4 separate regions of the Mus musculus genome follow, and all the other regions are linked to region 3. The links are chromatin contacts, called in public HiChIP or PLAC-seq maps. All regions are on one chromosome and are shown on one strand. Each heading gives the region's core, a stretch centred on a gene start, on an enhancer-like site or on the middle of the called end of the contact. The rest is flanking DNA. Distances are from core to core; before and after follow the strand shown.

Region 1 (3,850 bases), core at 759-3,258, 200 kb after region 3:
TCAGGGGCAGATTTTAATATTTGAGCCCTTTCTTTTCGATCATTTTTATTTGTAGGTATCTTAGACAATAACATTTCACAATGCAGGTGCAAGGCTTCTTCTTCCTCTGAGATAATTCCAGTGTTCCTAGCTCTAAAGGGAGAGGAAGGACTGTTCTTTGTCATTTCTTGTCTCAGAGCAGGTTTTCCTACAGCACGTGTTGGGCAGGGCTGGTCACCCATCTGTCACACAGCTACTTCATAAAACTTTCAAAGGACAGCAGCGTGTAAGACAAGTGTAGGTGAAGTGACAGGCTGTGGATACAGGTAGGACCAAGGGTCGATAGATACGGACTTTACTGTTGTATGCTGGAGTGCCATAGCCACAAGCCCATTGTAAGAGTGATGCAGTTACCATTTTGACAGAAAATGAAAAGAATCTGCTCTGAGATGCCAGTAAACAGTGACTCTTGTTAGAAGCCAAGCACTGTGTTAATCTGTACCTTAACAGCGTTCTAAGAGACATGCCTTTCACATCAGAGAACAACTAAACCCTTCATAGAGAACTGAAGGTGCGTTTGTGGTACACTGTGCTCAGCAGCAGTTTCCACTCAGTATTTAGGCTTGGGGGCTCTGGCAGGACATCTTGGGATGTCTGTGAAGGTTTCCCTCCTCGGCACTGCCAGAGGCGCTGCCTTTCTGTGAAACCTGTCTCAGTAGGATCCCTCCCTCCTGTCACTCCCGAGGCCTCAGTGCACACCAGGTATCACTTACACGGGGCTTCCAGATTAGGTCGTTCGCTTCTTTGAAAGAAGTTTATCTTTAATTATGGGTATATGTATCTGTGTGGCTGTGTCCCTGTGAGTGCAGGAGCTGCTGTTACAGGCAGCTGTGTGCGTGCCGCTGTCATCTATGGGCGGCCCCCACTTACTCGTCTGAAGAGCAAATCACTATATGTGGATTCCTGCGGTGGCACATGAGAGACACTAATTTATTTTCTGAGGAATGATGGAACTTTGTTTGACTTAGTTCTCCTGACTAATACGCAAAGCCCTTAAGATTTTTGTAAAAGTATTTTGTAATCTTCCATAAATAAATGAATCCAGTGGCCATCATCCTTTGTTTTAGCCGGTCGTTATCCAAAGCTTTGTGGCTTTCAAAGTTGACATTCTTTTGCCTCTCTGAATTTGTAGTATGCCCTGTCTGTGAGGATGTGGGTTTTTATATGGACCCTAGTGTTCCAATCAAGCCATGACTAGAGTTTGTGTCACTGCCATAGGAGTCTGTCTGGGTTGTCACAATTAGAAAGTGACTCGAATGGACATTGTAAAATTTCTGAAGCTGTCCCTAAGGGAATAAATAAGATAGGGCCCCAGCATTGACTATCTTTCAGAATGGGGGTGCGCTAGAGCTCAGGCCTGACAGATGGGATGTGGTCTTTTGAGCTTATTCTGAGACCATGCTATACATGCAAAAGGATATATAGGTATGCAGTAGGTGTATACACTTGACACATATGTAAACTCATGAATCCTACTACTCAGCCTAAGAAGCAGAGCCTAGCCTGGGTAAGCACACTTATTGGACACGCAGAGCCTAGCCTGGGTAAGCACACTTACTGGACACGCTTGCTCTTCATGTCCTTTTGGATCCTTTTATGTTTTACACCACTTGAATATTGCCTATTGAAAAAAATTCATTAATTAAACAAGTTTCTCCTTTGTTTGTTAACTTCCTTACCCTTTGATATCTTTGTACTTAACTCCTAAATATTTCTTTGACTTCTTACTCCTTGATCATGGCAGTTTTCCCTGCACTGTTCATTTTAAAACAAAATGTGCAGAATAGGGGATGGCAGTCACTTCAATGAAAGCTGGGGAAAAGCCAAGGCACGGGGACAGTAGCACATTAAATCCTGCCCGTTTTGGTACATGCTACTCTCTTAGGACACACACACACACTCACACACCACTCATAAGTCTAGAGAGCAGATCAAAAACATCAGAACCTTCAGCCTATGTCACCTGCTTTTAGGTCTGTGAGCTCTCAACATTGTGGGCTTGGAAACACCCTGATTTCTTCTAAAGGAACTGCAGAGCTTGAAGGAAACCCTGGGTATTTTCTTGTCCTCGTTTTCTTTTGAAAAGAGGAAATTGGCCTTTGGGGTTAGTTTATTTGGGGTTAGGTCATGTAATTTGTGACAGTGGTGGGAGGAGAATTTGTGTCCTCGCTGTCTTCCCAATGTTCTTTCTGCTTCAAGATATTTACAGAGACGCTGAGATCTCCAGTGTGTGAGGCTAGATATGAACCCCCAGAGACGGTGGGGTTAAGAGAGAAGGTAAAGGCAGGGCTTGGTGCCACCGCCCTTTAATACCAGCACTGGAGAGACAGAGGCAGGTGGATCTTTGGGAGTTTGAGGCTAGCCTGAGATAGTGAGTTCCAGTACAGCTAGGACTAGATAGAGGGTTACTAGTTCAAAAGAGGAAAGGAGGGAAGGAGGACCAGAGGAGATAAAACCCCTGATGTCTGGGTGCTTACTTCCCACCCCTAGGAAGTCAGGTCATAATGCCGCAGACCTACCACTGTCTACCCTCCACCTTGCCCTGTCTTCTTTGGCCTGGGTGATGGTCTCACAAGACAGGTAGCAGACAGACAGCTGTCCTAGGCGCTCTGCTTACATTCACTGCCCTCTCTCTGACTCACTGATTTATCTGGGCTCTCTCGAGTTAAGATCCAGATCAAAGGAATCTAAATTCCTCCTTCACCTCTCTTGTCTCCCGATCCTTTGTTTCTCTGGATGAAGCAGGCTGTCAAGACTCTGAACCACAATTTTAGCCTCATTAAAACAATGCCAAATTCAACAAAGATGAGCCGTATACAGTCTTACTTTTTTGGAGCCTCACTTTTATGAATACTACAGACATTATTTTAAAAGTTTTTCTTTTTAATAACAAGGGAAAATACCAAAGGCCTTGTGCTACCACTGACACTCATAACCCAACTTTCTTTGCCTTGTACTTCTTAAGGTGCAGGGCAGTGTTGGGCTGAGCTCACAGTGTCTGGGGCCTGCTTAATGTCATGCAGTCACTGAGTACATGGTAGCAGCAGAGTGAGCATAGAAGGGTTACACAAGAAGAAATTAAACTGATGAAGAGAGATGCAGTAGTGAAAAATATATACTACCATAATATATAGTGTGTAATATTTAATCACTATGATCTTGCTTCACATCTATAGAGGATACTTAAAACTTGAAAGCATGAAGATACATAGTAAGAGATGGAACACATCTCTGTGTTCTAGTGGTTTAAATTGCTATAATCCTACTATTTGGGAGGCCAAGGGAGGAGGCTTCCCAAGTTCAGATCTAGCCGAGGCTACATAGTTCCAGGCCAGCCTAAGCTACAGTGTTGAGACCTTCTCACAAAAAAGACTAAAACATTGTTGGTAAGATGGCTTAGTGGGTAAGGGAACCAGCCATTAAGCGTGATGACTTGACTTTGATCTTTGGGACCCACATGTTAGAAGGAGAGAACTGGCTCCCACAAGTTGTCCTTTGTCCTTAACATTCATGAAATGGGACTAAATAAATACAAATGTAATTTTAAAACTCCAACAAGGGTGCTGGAGAGATGGCTCATTGTTTAAGAGCACTGACTGTTTTTCCAGAGGTCCTGAGATCAATTCCCAGCAAACACATGGTGGCTCATAACCATCTGTAATGGGATCTGATGCCCTCTTCTGGTGTGTCTGAAGACAGCTACAGTTTACTAACAAAACAAACAAACAAACAAACAGTGTACTAACAAAATAAATAAATCAGAAGAAGAAGAGGAGGAGGAGGAGGAGGAGAAAGGAGAAGAAGAAAAGAA
Region 2 (4,284 bases), core at 1,741-4,240, 160 kb after region 3:
CAGAACTTTGGCTTCTGTAGCTCCATATAAAGAAGTTAATTAAATTCCACTAATACTTACTGAGCAGGTGAGCGTTTTCTGTGTAAAACGCTGAAGTACTTAGGGACACAATAGGCAAGGGATCTGGCATTTACGGAACACAGTTTCAGATAGTCCCAATTTACTTTAGCTAACCATCCCATTTAATCCATGCGGTAGCAGTGCTTAACCAGATATTATCTCATTTTATAGCCCAGGAAATAGACATTGAACTCAAGTTCTTAATCTAAACAGCAGCTCTGGACTTTGAACCTAATTCTCCCTGACAAACAGCCTATGTCCTTTCCTAATGCACGGTATTGTTTTTATAGAAATGTGATATAGTTCTTGTCTCAGGAGTTTATGGAGTTTAGGGGTTCCCAGAGCTATATCAGAAAAGTCTGATTTACTTTAAGGAAGTCACAGGTTCAAAACTAATATTTTATAATAAGTAATATTAAGGTGCTGTTTCACTGCTGATGCCGAAGCCATAATGGTAAGATTCTGGCACCTTAGAACAGACTCACCGTGGGGCACTATACAAGACTCCAGTTATTGTCATTTTTGCCACTATGTTCTGAGAGAAAAAGAAAAATAAAAGCCCCTTGGTGCTGCAGTTAAGATAAATCAAGACCCAAGTGTATGTCTTTTTTATTGACCTAAAGTCAAATGGTATGAAGTTTGTCTTTCTAATGTGTGTGATCCTTTGGCTTTTGTCACAAGATTAGTCAGTCATTGTTGAGGGAAAAATTAAACAATCGGCACCAGCCCACACTAAACAAATGTAACTCTAGTTCCAGGGGACCTGGGACCCTTTTCTGGCCGCTGAGGTCACTAGCATATAACACACACACACACACAGAGTTCTCTCCTGTGATGTGGATTCTAAGGATTAAACTCAGGTTCTTAAGCTTACAGTATCTACTGAACTAGCTTACTGTCCCTACCCTTTTTTTTTTTTGGTAACTTATTTTATATGTATATGTGCTTTGTGCACTATGTATGTGGCCCAGGGAGGCCAGAAGATGGTGACAGATTCCCTGGAACTTGAGTTACAAGTGGCTGTTAGTCACAGTGTGGGCTCTGGGATTCTGTTCCTGTTTCCTCTGGAAGAGCAACAAGTACTCTTAACCACTGAGCCATTTCTCCAACCCGACTCCCCATTAAATCTTTTGTTTGGTTTTTCAAGACAGGGTTTCTCTGTGTAGCCTTGGCTGTTCTTATTATATCTAAGTACACTGTAGCTGACTTCAGACACTCCAGAAGAGGTTGTGAGCCACCATGTGGTTGCTGGGATTTGAACTCAGGACCTTCAGAAGAGTAGTCGGGTGCTCTTACCTGCTGAGCCATCTCACCAGCCCCCTGGAACTTGCTCTTTAGACCAGGCTGGCCTCGAACTCATAGCGACCCATTTGTCTCTGCCTCCGAAGTGCTGGGATTAAAGGCATCATATGCCACCACTGCCCAGCCCATTAAATCTTTTTTTTAATTTAATTTATTTATTTTATGTATATAAGTATACTGTAGCTATCTTCAGGCACACCAGAAGAAGGCATCAAGATCTCATTACAGATGGTGTGAGACACCATGTGGTTGCTGGGAATTGAACTCAGGACCTCTGGAAGTCAGTGCTCTTAACCGCTGAGCCATCTCTCCAGCCCCCATTAAATCTTTTTAAAAAGTAGCCATACAGAGACAAAATTAACAAACTTTGCAATTCTGCACAGGCAAAACATCCAACTTACTGCTGCTTAGGGAGTTGTAAACATGCCCAGCATCACCACTGCTGGTGTTAGAACACCTCCATCACTCCATGATGGACCTGTGCCATTTCCCTTTGCCTACTCCCTGCTTTCGTTTCTGTGCGTTTCCTTGTTGTGAGCTTTTGTGTGATTGGGATCATACAGTAGATAGACTTTGCGTGCTCCACAGCACTTGCTGTGTGCACACCTGACTTCCACAGCTGTAGTGGCTGTGAGCTGTTCGTTGTAGTTTTGTTTCATGTCTCCTACTGACAGTGGTGTGGGATCTCCTGGTATGCTTATTGTTCATCTGCATGCATTCATTTCTCTTTTAATTCTTAAATCTTAAGATATCCTTATATATGATCTTAATTCCCTACTTAATGATGCTTTGTATATTTTCTGTGTGACTTTTTCCACCTCTATGGAGCCCTGGCTGGCCTAGAACTCCTATAGAGAACTTATAGGAGGCTCCTGCCTCCCTCCAGGTGCTGAGTGCCTGGGTCTTTTTTCATTGCTCTTGATATTATCAGAGGGTAACCTTGAGAGTGTCGCTTTTAGTTTTGACGTAGTCCAGTTTATCTACTCAGAATTTTATGATATTTATTTATCTTGGAGAGAGATGTGTGTGTGTGTGTGTTGTGTGTGTAATGTCTGGAGGTCAGAGCACAACTTCTACGGGAGTCAGTTCCCTCCTTTTTTTCCCTTTTGGGTGCCCTCAGCCTTTGTGGCAAACACCTTTACTTTGTGAGCCATACCTAGTATTACCTGATGGAAGCCCATGAATGCGCACTCTGTTGTGGCATCTGCAGGTGTTGCTTTACTTTAGCCTCATGTTCGTGTAATGCAAAGGGTTTCATTCGGCTCCCGTTCCCTGGCACCTCACACCGCGCAGTAGGGTCCGCCTGCTCTGGGACTTTTCTTCTCGACACTGACTTGTCTTGGCATAACTTGTTAGTCAGTGTGATCATTTAAATTGGAGCTGAGGTCTTGGAGGTTTGTTCTGACCCTGGAGGACTGCTTCTAGCTGCCTCTCCTGGTTCTCAGTGCTGAGCTGGCTACCCTGCGGTTTAGATTGTTATTCCTAAGTAAGAGGAGCTGTTTTTCAAGATGCTTTCAGGCTTGAGTCCCCCAGCCTGTTTAAATAGAAACAGTTCCTCTGTGGAGAACTTGGGAGCTTCCTGTGGATCGCCTCTGCTCTTGGGCAGATCTCTGAGTCATTCCTTCGGACCTTGGCCAGGGGGTTGCTTGTGGTCTTTTTGATTTGCCTCAGAGCGTGGAATTTTTGCCCAGTGATGGAGCTGGAGCCCCAGCATTTTGAGACTCTTGTTGCTTGGGTGGAGCCTCTGTACTACGGTGCCCCGGGCTTTTGGTCTCAGCAGGAATTTAACCTCCTCATCCTAAAGGATGAGAGAGGCTAGTGGCTACTCTTTCTGGTGTTGGATCTGGAGCTAGAGCAGGGTGCTCCCTTTGGTCACTTAACTCTTTCGGGTAGGGATGGGGTGTAAGCTGGTCAAGGGATGCTGGTTCTCGCTCACTGTCAGAGTGTCAGCCTTTCCTCATTTGCAGTGTCTCCTGAGGGGCACTTGTAGAGAGAGCTTTTAATGGTTGCTTCTCCTAAGTGGTTTTCCTTGGCCTTGCTCATTTTCCTGAGAAGTCTTTTGAGTTCTTCTTGTTGAAATCATGGGAGTAGGAAACATAACATAATCCCTAGTTGGGATCACTTTTTTTTTTTTTTTTTTTTGGTTTTTCGAGACAGGGTTTCTCTGTGTAGCCCTGGCTGTCCTGGAACTCAGTTTGTAGACCAGGCTGGCCTCGAACTCAGAAATCCGCCTGCCTCTGCCTCCCGAGTACTGGGATTAAAGGCCTGCGCCACCACGCCCGGCTGGGATCACTTTTTTAAAAAAATATTTTTTAAACTTTTTTTTTTTGAGACAATATTTTGCTGTATTGCCCTAGCTGACCTGGAACTTACTATGAATCCTATAGTAAGGCTGGTTTTCAACCTAGAATCCTCTGCCTCAGCCTCCAGTCATGTGCTACTATGCCTGGCTTTAATAGCAGCTCAATTTCAGTAGCGTCTAACTTCATAACTCTGTATCCCCCTTTGTGTTGAAATGGTCGAGATTTACAATGTGCCCATTAAATCTACTTACATAGGTTCAATTTTTGGATTCTGTGCTTCTTATTTTCATAAGACAGAAGAAAACCAAATTAACTCATACTGTTTTTGTGCTCACTTCTTTGATTCATTTCTCAGTGCTTTGTATTATAGTTTTTGTGTGTTTGCATTTGAATTGGTGTTTTATTTCAACCTGAAGGACTCCTAGCATGTCTTGTAGGTCAGGTCTGCTAGCAAATAGTTTTCCCTTCTATGTGGAAAAGTAAGTTTTGATAGAAGTGTTGACTTTGAATTTGTCATCCACTGTGTCTGGTGCCCACTGAGCAAGCAGTCAGCTCTTCACTGTGCTGAAGATCTTTGTGCATCATATATCTATATCTATATCTATATACACACACACAT
Region 3 (3,770 bases), core at 981-3,480:
CTCACTGAGCAGTGTGGACATCCTCTCTTCATGTCTGCTTGCGGATCTGCAGGAGAAATCCCACTGTAAGAGGAATGGGTAGAAAGGTGCAGGACTGAGGGCTGGGCTGTGTGTACTATGTGGCTTTGCTCTCCCCAACGATCCTGCAGAGGGTATAAATGCTACAACGATCAGTAGCTGAAAGTTCTCACCCAGTGGGAGTAGCTGAGACTGGAGACTGTCTGTCTACTAAACTAGGTCATAACAGTAGCTACCGTTCATTAGGCACCACCTGCTTACGTTGGTGTCCCAGGACCTTATGTGTGTCTTTACTGAATCCTGCAGAGCCCAAAGCCCCTGTACTTCCCACACTTCTGCCTTTTGAGCTTTGCTTCCACCGGTCTGCACAACTACCCATGTCACGTGACTTTGTTAGATTGCAATTTCTTCCTGTTGGGATTCTTCATTATACTGCCCCACCACCACCAACTTCTCCACAGGTGCCCCAGGCTAGCCTCAAACTCACTGTGGTGATCTGACCGAGACTGTCTCCCATAGGCTCACAGGCGTGAATTCTTGGTCTCCAGTTGGTGGAACTGTTTGGGAAGGATTAGGTGTGCCCTTGTTGGAGGGAGGGAGTCCCTGGGGCCAGGCTTCAAGGTTTCAAAAGTCTCCGCATTTTCAGTATGTTCCCTGTCTCCTGCTCTTGGATCAAGATGTGAGCTCTTATCTGTCCCTCCCTCTGTGCCTTTGCTCTGCCATGGTGAACTCCAATTCCCTCCCCATCCCCTCCCCAGGGCTGAATTAAGGCTAACGAAAGCCCTTCTTTTCCAAGTTGCCTTGGTCATGGTGTTTTGTCATGGCAACAGAAAGTCAAGAATAACCTTGAACTTTGGCTCCGCCTCCCTCACCCTCTGAAGTACTGGAGTTACTGTTGGGTCGACCATGACCACGCCTACGCCTTGTTTACATGGTGCTGGGGAACAGAGGGCTTCGGGTGTGCCAGGCAAACGTTCTAACTGAGCTGTCTCAACCCCTCTTTCTCACCTACTCATCTCTGATCCATGTGTTTGGTAATGAGCCTGTGTAGAAAGATGTGTGGTCACGAAGGTTATACATACTAAGGAGTTTTACAATTATGATTTCCGACTTTATAGAAGAGCTTCCTTTTAAGAGGGAAAACTGCCCGAGTGCTGGGACTTTTATGGTGGTTATGGTTGTTTTCTGAGCTTTTGTTTTGTTTAATTTTACTGTTGTAACTAAGGAAAATACTTCAAGCCACCAGAGGGCATTGTAGTTAACGTTGGGTGCTGGCTTCATTATAGCTCGTGGCCTCCAGAGGTGCCCGGTGAAATCTGCTTCCATGAAAAGAAGGACTTTCACATTTAATGAACAGCCTAAAGAGGATCGGTAGATTAAACTTGGAACAGGAGAGCTCGCATCCTTTGTATCTAGCAGAAGCAAAGGACAGAGTAGGTGGTGCCTCCTTCAAATGCTATTCTCTTCTTTATTCCTTTCCCCAAGCGTGTGCCTAAACTTTTTGAGTTGCCATCTATGATTGACAATCTTTCCTGAGCAGAAGGTAGGCTCAGGACCTCCCAATGGCAACAGAAATTGAAACTGACACGTGAAAGCCTGTCTCTCACCCATAGTGTCCACCTCTTTGTGGCCTTTATGGCTGCTAATAAAAATGTCTAACTTGAATGATGTACTGCTGGCACCCTCCATGTAGAAGCTGAAGCAGGCAGAAAAGCAACTGCGTCAAGCAAAGCCTTGTGGAGAATAGGTGGCGTTTCAACAGTTGAACACTACACTACTTCACGCCCCAGGTGGGAAATCCTTTGCTACTTTCCGTTCCTGTAGGCCACGTGGTTCTGCTCCATCTTCCTTCCACCTCTCTTCCTCTATCCTCCTCTCTCTCCTCTCTCTTCTCTCTCTCCTCATCTTCCCTTCCTCCTTTCTCTCTCTCCCTCTCTAAAACCTCCAGCCCCACCTTTCCCATCCACTGCCCAATCACAGGCTCTCGCCTTGATTTGCTTTATAAAATGGGCAGAAGGTTTGCCTGAAATCACCAGAGGGCGTGATCCACTCCTTGAGCCAGTCCCTCTTGAGGAAGCAGAATTAGCATCAAAGTACAAACAGCACCAGGGCAACGCACAACAGGAAACAGGTGATGAAACCACACAGTTTGGTCTTGTTCTTGACTACGGGCAAAAGCGTGCACTGTCGAGTGTGACGCTAGCTGTGGGTTTCCCAGAGCCTCCGTGTTGTTCCTTTGCAGGACTGTGCGCTTGCCTGCTCTGAGTCACCATGGGTGACCTGTCACCATGCTCAGGAACACACATTGATTGGAAGACTAGCCACAGATCTCCCAGCCCCCTGCCTTGCTCTAAGATGTCCTAACTTGCCACTTTGTTTTGTTTTTAACCATTTTATTAAATCATTCTCAAAATGTGGATGATCCCTGGCCACAGTAAATATAATAAGGTGTATATAATTCAGTTGTTGCTTTTTTTTTTTTTTTTTCCTTTCAAGTCAAGTTTCTCTATGTATCCCTAGCTGTTTTGGAACTCACTCTGTAAACCAGGCTGGCCTTGAACTCAGAGATCTGCTTGCTTTTACCTCCCAAGTGCTGGGATTAGAGGTGTGCACCACCACAGCCTGGCAAGTTGTTGCTTTAGCACATAGTCCTCACATGACTCTGCTGGCTGCCACAGGCAGCCACCCACAGTTGTCTCAGTCACCCACAATTGGCTGCTTTGTCCCTTAAGAGACTCACTCCAGACTGGGAAGGGATCAGGCTTGCCCAGGGCAGTATGGTCTGGACTTGCATTTCTGCATCTGCCTTTTTTGCAAACACGGGTTATGATTTTCCTAGGTGTTAATTATTAACATATTTCTTGCCGTCCGTGTGTCTGCATCTGAGAGCATCTTTGGCTTCCAGTGATTTGCTGAGAATCAGGCTGCCAGAGAAAACTTTAGATATTTCTACAAAGCAAAACAGGAAAGAATTCTCCTGGGCTAAAGTGCAAGGACTCTGCAAGACCTATCTGGGTGCGTATGTACCGCTAAGATCTCAGGCTCAGCTCTGTTCAGGATGAATGAGTTTGGTGGGAGGCAGCTCTATAATCTATGTAAAATTGTTGTTTTTTTTTTTTTTTCTTTTTGGGTGGCTTGTTTAGTCCCTTGTACCTCACCTATACCCAGATAATCATCTGATAATTGAATAACCAGCAGTTGTCACATTAATCTGTAGAATGGAGCACTAGGCAGCCACGAAAGAGAGCAAACCACAAGTCTGTGTGGCAGCAAGGACGAGCCACACCATGTGGAGCCACACTATGTGGAGCCACACACTACTATGTGGAGGAAAACAGGCACAACCTTGACTTGCTGTGTGGTTCCAACAAATCTCAAAAGCAGCATTAGAAATCAAAGCAGCACTCACATGTTGGGGAAGACAAGACGAAAGGAGGAGATGAAGGTAGACGTAGCAAGCCGATGCTAAGTCAAGGGAAACTGGCTGATGTCAATGGTGGTGCATGCTGGTACTCCTAGGGCTTGGGGAGCAGAGGCAGGAGGATCACTGTAAACAAGATCAGCCTGGTCGATGTACTCAGTTCCAGGCTACATAACAAAATCCTCTTTCAACAAAACTAAAATAAAAAGGGAAAAGGTCACGAGGCCTTTCAAATAGATTTCTAGTAGAAAACATGAAACAGTAGGAAATCTGAGGCAAGATGAGCCTGACTCAAAAGCATCATTGTGACGATGGCCAGAGTCACTACAAG
Region 4 (4,334 bases), core at 815-3,314, 150 kb after region 3:
TGAGTATGTACCAGGCCCTGCTAAGGGTGGAGGCAACAGAGCTGTTTAAGGATGATTTCTGATAGAGCAGTGGTGAGGGCTGTGGGAGAATGCGGGTGTGTGTGTGTGTGTGTGTGCGTGCGCGCGCGCACGCGTGCACTCGTGTCTTAACTCTAGGGAATTGGAAGGTTTTAAAAAACTTGTTTTATTTGAGTCTGAGCTAATACAAATTGTTAGTTGGATGTGGTGGTACACACCTTTAATTCCTTTACTCTGAGTAGGCAGGGTGACCTCTATGAGTTCAAGGACAGTCTGATCTACCTATCAAATTCCTGGACAGCCTGGCCTTGAGTTTTTAACTGAATAATGGTACAAAGAGTCTTTACCTTCTGACCCGGCTTCCATGTCTGGGACCATTTCTCGTTGTTTAGTCTAATGTGACTGATGGGTTGTTCAGCTCCTAGAGAGCAGGCAGTGCGTTCTCTTCACCCATTGTGCTGCTCCACACATTGAAGCAACTCCGGAAATACACAGTGGGCAGATGAATATGGAGCCTTTCTAGATGCCAGCCACTGAAGTATCCCAGCTGTAATGGGGGTTGGGGAGGGAGGGACGGAGGGATGCCCACAGGTCCTTAAAGGCAAGGCTCAACTCCCTTCCAAGAGTAATTTTCAGTGGTGTAGGACCAGAGTTGTTTCACAGGGCTCCTGTAGTGCTTATATAAGTAAGTGCTGAATTGTTGTCATTCAACTCCACCTGACTGCAGCGACAGATAACGCAGCCACTGTTGTGGTATATGGAGGACAGGAAGGATTTAAGCGGCTATTGAAATGCCCTTTGTGAATTGGAAGCACTGCTTATACCATATGTACTGGGTAGTTTTGTGTCAACTTGACACAAGCTGGAGTTATCACAGAGAAAGGAGCTTCAGTTGAGGAGATGCCTCCATGAGGTCCAGCTGTAAGGCATTTTCTCAATTAGTGATCAAGGGGGAAAGGCCCCTTGTGGGTGGTGCCATCTCTGGGCTGGTAGTCTTGGTTCTATAAGAGAGCAGGCTGAGCAAGCCAGGGAAAGCAAGCCAGTAAAGAACATCCCTCCATGGCCTCTGCATCAGCTCCTGCTTCCTGACCTGCTTGAGTTCCAGTCCTAATTTCCTTGGTGGTGAACAGCAATGTGGAAGTATAAGCTGAATAAACCCTTTCCTCCCCAACTTGCTTCTTGGTCATGATGTTTATGCAGGAAGAGAAACCCTGACTGAGACACCATATGAATTTTTATTTTTCTGTGTGTGTTTTAGCAACTGTGTGATGTGATTGGTATGGAATTTCTGTGAAAATTTTGAGCAGGGTAGATCCCATGTTGGTTGATTTTCTTCCTTTCTTTCTTTCTCAAAGATTTATTGATTATTATATCTAAGTACACAATGTAGCTGTCTTAATGCACCAGAAGAGGGCGCCAGATCTCATTACAGATGGTTGTGAGCCACCATGTGGTTGCTGGGATTTGAACTCAGGACCTTTGGAAGAGCATTTGGTACTCTTAACCGCTGAGCCATCTCTCCAGCCCCCCATGTTGATTTTCTCTTCCCTGCCTTCCTAGCTGGTGTGTGTGTTGGTGTTTCCAGTTAGATTTAGGTGGGATAGGTCAGATTTGCAGTTGTTTAGGGGAGACTTTTTTTGCAGTTTTATCGAGACCCAGTGATTGTTCCGTGCTGCATCCAGTAACTCGGCACTGGATAGGTCGATGTTGCAGCACACACCTTTAATCTCAGCATTTCGGAGTCTGAGGCCCACCTGGTTCATATAGCTCTGACTGGCCTGAACGCTACGTAGACCATGCTGGTCTTGAACTCACAGAGATCCACCTGCCTATGCCTCCCAAGTTCTGTGACTAAAGATGTGTGCCACCATGTCTGGTATAGCATAAGTTTTTAAAAGATTATTTTTGAATATGTGTATGGTGTGTGTGTCTGTCTGTGTCTGTCTGTCTATCTGTCCATGTCGCAACTGCGTGCTGTGCAGGTCAGAGGGCAGTCATGGGTGTTGGTCCTTGATTTCTGAGTCAGAGTCTGTCACTGTTTGCTGCTGTGCTGTGTAGCCTAAAGTACCTGGCCCTTGAGAGGTTGTTGGGTGGAAAGGGTGGATTCTCCTGTGCGTACCTCTATCTCACTGAAGTCCAGGGCTTACAGGCATTCACAACTACATCTAGATTTTTTTTCAACATGGATTCTGAGGTCAACAGGCTGGTGTGACAGTGTTCTTACTTGCTGAGCCATGAACCATCATACTAGCTCCTAAGGTAGTCCTTTTTATACTGTAGTGTATGTGTAGGGGTCCCACACACGTGCAAACCATGTGCATGTGTGCAGAACACAGCACAGCTTGTGGGTATTGTTTCTCGCTTTCCAACATGTAGATCTCTGGGATTGAGCTCAGGTCATCAGATGTTGCAGAAAGCACCTTTACCTGTTGAGCCATCTTGCTGGCTCCCTAGTGTAGGGTTAGAATATGTTTTTGCCTCCACCCCTCCAGGGTTGGTGTTGAACCCAAGGCCTGCATTGTAAGAGGCAAGTACCCCATCACTGAGCCACTGAGACTGGCTTTCTCAGTCATACTAAACAGGAACCTTTAGTCCTGCTACAAGGAAGAGTTGTTGAGGTGCTTCCTGTAGCAGGAGGAGCAAGCTCTTAGATAAATAAGGAAGAGGAAGGGAGAGGACAAGGGAGATTAAAATTTAACTTCATTGCCTGGTACCTGCTGGTCAGAATTTAACTGGTTGGTCACTCAGAAAATTGCCTTCTTTGTATTGTTCTGTGTTTTTATCGGGGTGACAACAGTTGGCAACTACTTTATGGAAATACTGTAAGAATTAGTAGAAGAGAAAGTGAGATTTGTTGAGGCATGCTGAGAGTTAAACAGGGCCCTGGCAACTTCCTATTGAATTCTGTCACTTGAATTGACAGTGTAGTGTTTTAGATGTAGGTGGATGCTGCTGTCTGGAAACCAGTGTGTTGCACTGTTTTAGATGTAGCCGTGCAGGAAGCAAGTCTCTGTTGGTTTATGTTCTTGTGTGCATCTGCTAGCACATTGCTTTATAGAAAGGGAAAGAAAGATTCCCACATGAGCTAGATTTTTAAAAAATTTTGTTTTTAATCTTCTAATCTTGCAACTGATTTAGCCAAAGGCAGGAGGGAGCCTAAAAGGTTTGAAATTAGAGACACTGTGATGTTTTGGGAAGTTGAAACTCTTGACCCAGGGTATGCTAAAGTCGATGTAGAGGAGGCCAGAGTAGGTTAACGTTTTCAGAACTCAAATTGAGTGTGAATTGGGGTTGTTTATAGGTATGGTTTGCTTCATGTCTGTCTCTATCTGCAAATGGAGCTAGTTAAGTGTAAGACCTCTGTTTTGAGAAACTTTGGTAAAAGTCCCTGAACCAATGCAAATTTATCTTCTTCAAAAATACCAACAAAAATTTCCCCATTTGGCTTTTTAAGTGAGTTGAGGGAATTAACTGTTGTTCTTACACTTAGAAAGAAATGGACATTCTCTCAAAGTAATTATAATTGATTTTCCACTTTGGGAATCTCTTGCTTTGTGTCCTTCAGCCACAGGCTTGTGTGGGATCTCTCAGAGTTACTCTCTCTTCTTTGTTACATGGAATCAACTTCAGTGTTCTGCGGCTCCATAGAGGTGTTGTCTTTTTGCTTGCTCGTAGAATGGTGAGCTTTCCTTGTAGTTTGAACAAGGTCTACAGAGAATTGTCCAGAGACATTAGCCACATTGTATCCATTCAGGGGCTGGAATGGACACGTTTAATATTTTTTATCTTATGAAAGTTTTTGTTGTTAGTTTTCTGTCTACTCTTGCAGATTAATCAGAGAGATGATCAGTAGTTCTTCCTTCTTGTTTTGACTAGCAAATACCTTGAACAGCATTATTGAGTTTTTACTGTGTATTTTGTCTGATTGGAGTGTGCATTTCAGTGATGTTTAGTAGTTTATGCATTTATGCAACTACACCACATTCTAGCATCACATATCAGTGCTGGGACACGGATGGGACACAGTGTTGGATGAAGGCTAAAGACTGATGATCTCTGACTTTATAATCCTACTATTTGTGTTTTAATCAGCGCTAGTTTCCTTTCTTTTGCTATTTTGTGCTTTTAATAAGTGTTGGTTTCTTTCTCTGTAACTCTTACTATTTTGTGCTAATAAGCTTTACTTTCTCTCTCTGTTCAAGGATCTCTTGAACTTGGAGAGGCTTGTAACTCATTAACTCTTTGTGAACCAGAGAGAAAAGAAAGGAAAAGAATTAAAATGTTTTACACAGGCAATATGCACAGACACACACTCA

The links. HiChIP or PLAC-seq counts read pairs in DNA pulled down with a chosen protein or histone mark.
Region 1: a Foxp3 HiChIP or PLAC-seq map of regulatory T cells shows a contact between it and region 3, with 3 times the contacts expected there. The contact joins two enhancer-like sites. A contact is called at or near these places in 2 of 15 datasets of contacts at CTCF or cohesin (CD8 T cells and the NIH/3T3 cell line), 2 of 484 Hi-C or Micro-C datasets (both in CD4 T cells), 3 of 115 datasets of contacts at active chromatin or transcription factors (embryonic stem cells, pancreatic cancer cells and regulatory T cells) and 1 of 9 other capture datasets (embryonic stem cells).
Region 2: a FOXA1 HiChIP or PLAC-seq map of pancreatic cancer cells shows a contact between it and region 3. The contact joins two enhancer-like sites. A contact is called at or near these places in 1 of 484 Hi-C or Micro-C datasets (nephron progenitors), 5 of 115 datasets of contacts at active chromatin or transcription factors (T-cell acute lymphoblastic leukemia, acute myeloid leukemia, large pre-B cells and 2 more) and 1 of 9 other capture datasets (embryonic stem cells).
Region 4: an HNF4G HiChIP or PLAC-seq map of pancreatic cancer cells shows a contact between it and region 3. The contact joins two enhancer-like sites. A contact is called at or near these places in 1 of 484 Hi-C or Micro-C datasets (female germline stem cell-derived STRA8 germ cells), 3 of 115 datasets of contacts at active chromatin or transcription factors (CD8 T cells, large pre-B cells and pancreatic cancer cells) and 1 of 9 other capture datasets (embryonic stem cells).

What each region holds. Positions count from the first base shown.
Region 1 is chr15:81,099,724-81,103,573 of GRCm38.p6, reverse strand. The region is part of intron 2 of Mrtfa (myocardin related transcription factor A); the gene reads left to right. Among named protein-coding and RNA genes, the nearest start is that of Mrtfa, 89 kb to the left of the region's middle. Within about 2 kb of position 2,008, at least 30 of the 459 cell types and tissues checked have an H3K27ac peak or open chromatin away from gene starts, as enhancers often do. A contact at or near this core is called in regulatory T cells, where this site is marked.
Region 2 is chr15:81,136,182-81,140,465 of GRCm38.p6, reverse strand. The region is part of intron 1 of Mrtfa (myocardin related transcription factor A); the gene reads left to right. Among named protein-coding and RNA genes, the nearest start is that of Mrtfa, 52 kb to the left of the region's middle. Within about 2 kb of position 2,990, at least 101 of the 459 cell types and tissues checked have an H3K27ac peak or open chromatin away from gene starts, as enhancers often do. A contact at or near this core is called in pancreatic cancer cells, where this site is marked.
Region 3 is chr15:81,299,766-81,303,535 of GRCm38.p6, reverse strand. No RefSeq gene overlaps it. Among named protein-coding and RNA genes, the nearest start is that of Gm52179, 41 kb to the right of the region's middle. Within about 2 kb of position 2,230, at least 181 of the 459 cell types and tissues checked have an H3K27ac peak or open chromatin away from gene starts, as enhancers often do. A contact at or near this core is called in pancreatic cancer cells and regulatory T cells, where this site is marked.
Region 4 is chr15:81,153,736-81,158,069 of GRCm38.p6, reverse strand. The region is part of intron 1 of Mrtfa (myocardin related transcription factor A); the gene reads left to right. Among named protein-coding and RNA genes, the nearest start is that of Mrtfa, 35 kb to the left of the region's middle. Within about 2 kb of position 2,064, at least 43 of the 459 cell types and tissues checked have an H3K27ac peak or open chromatin away from gene starts, as enhancers often do. A contact at or near this core is called in pancreatic cancer cells, where this site is marked.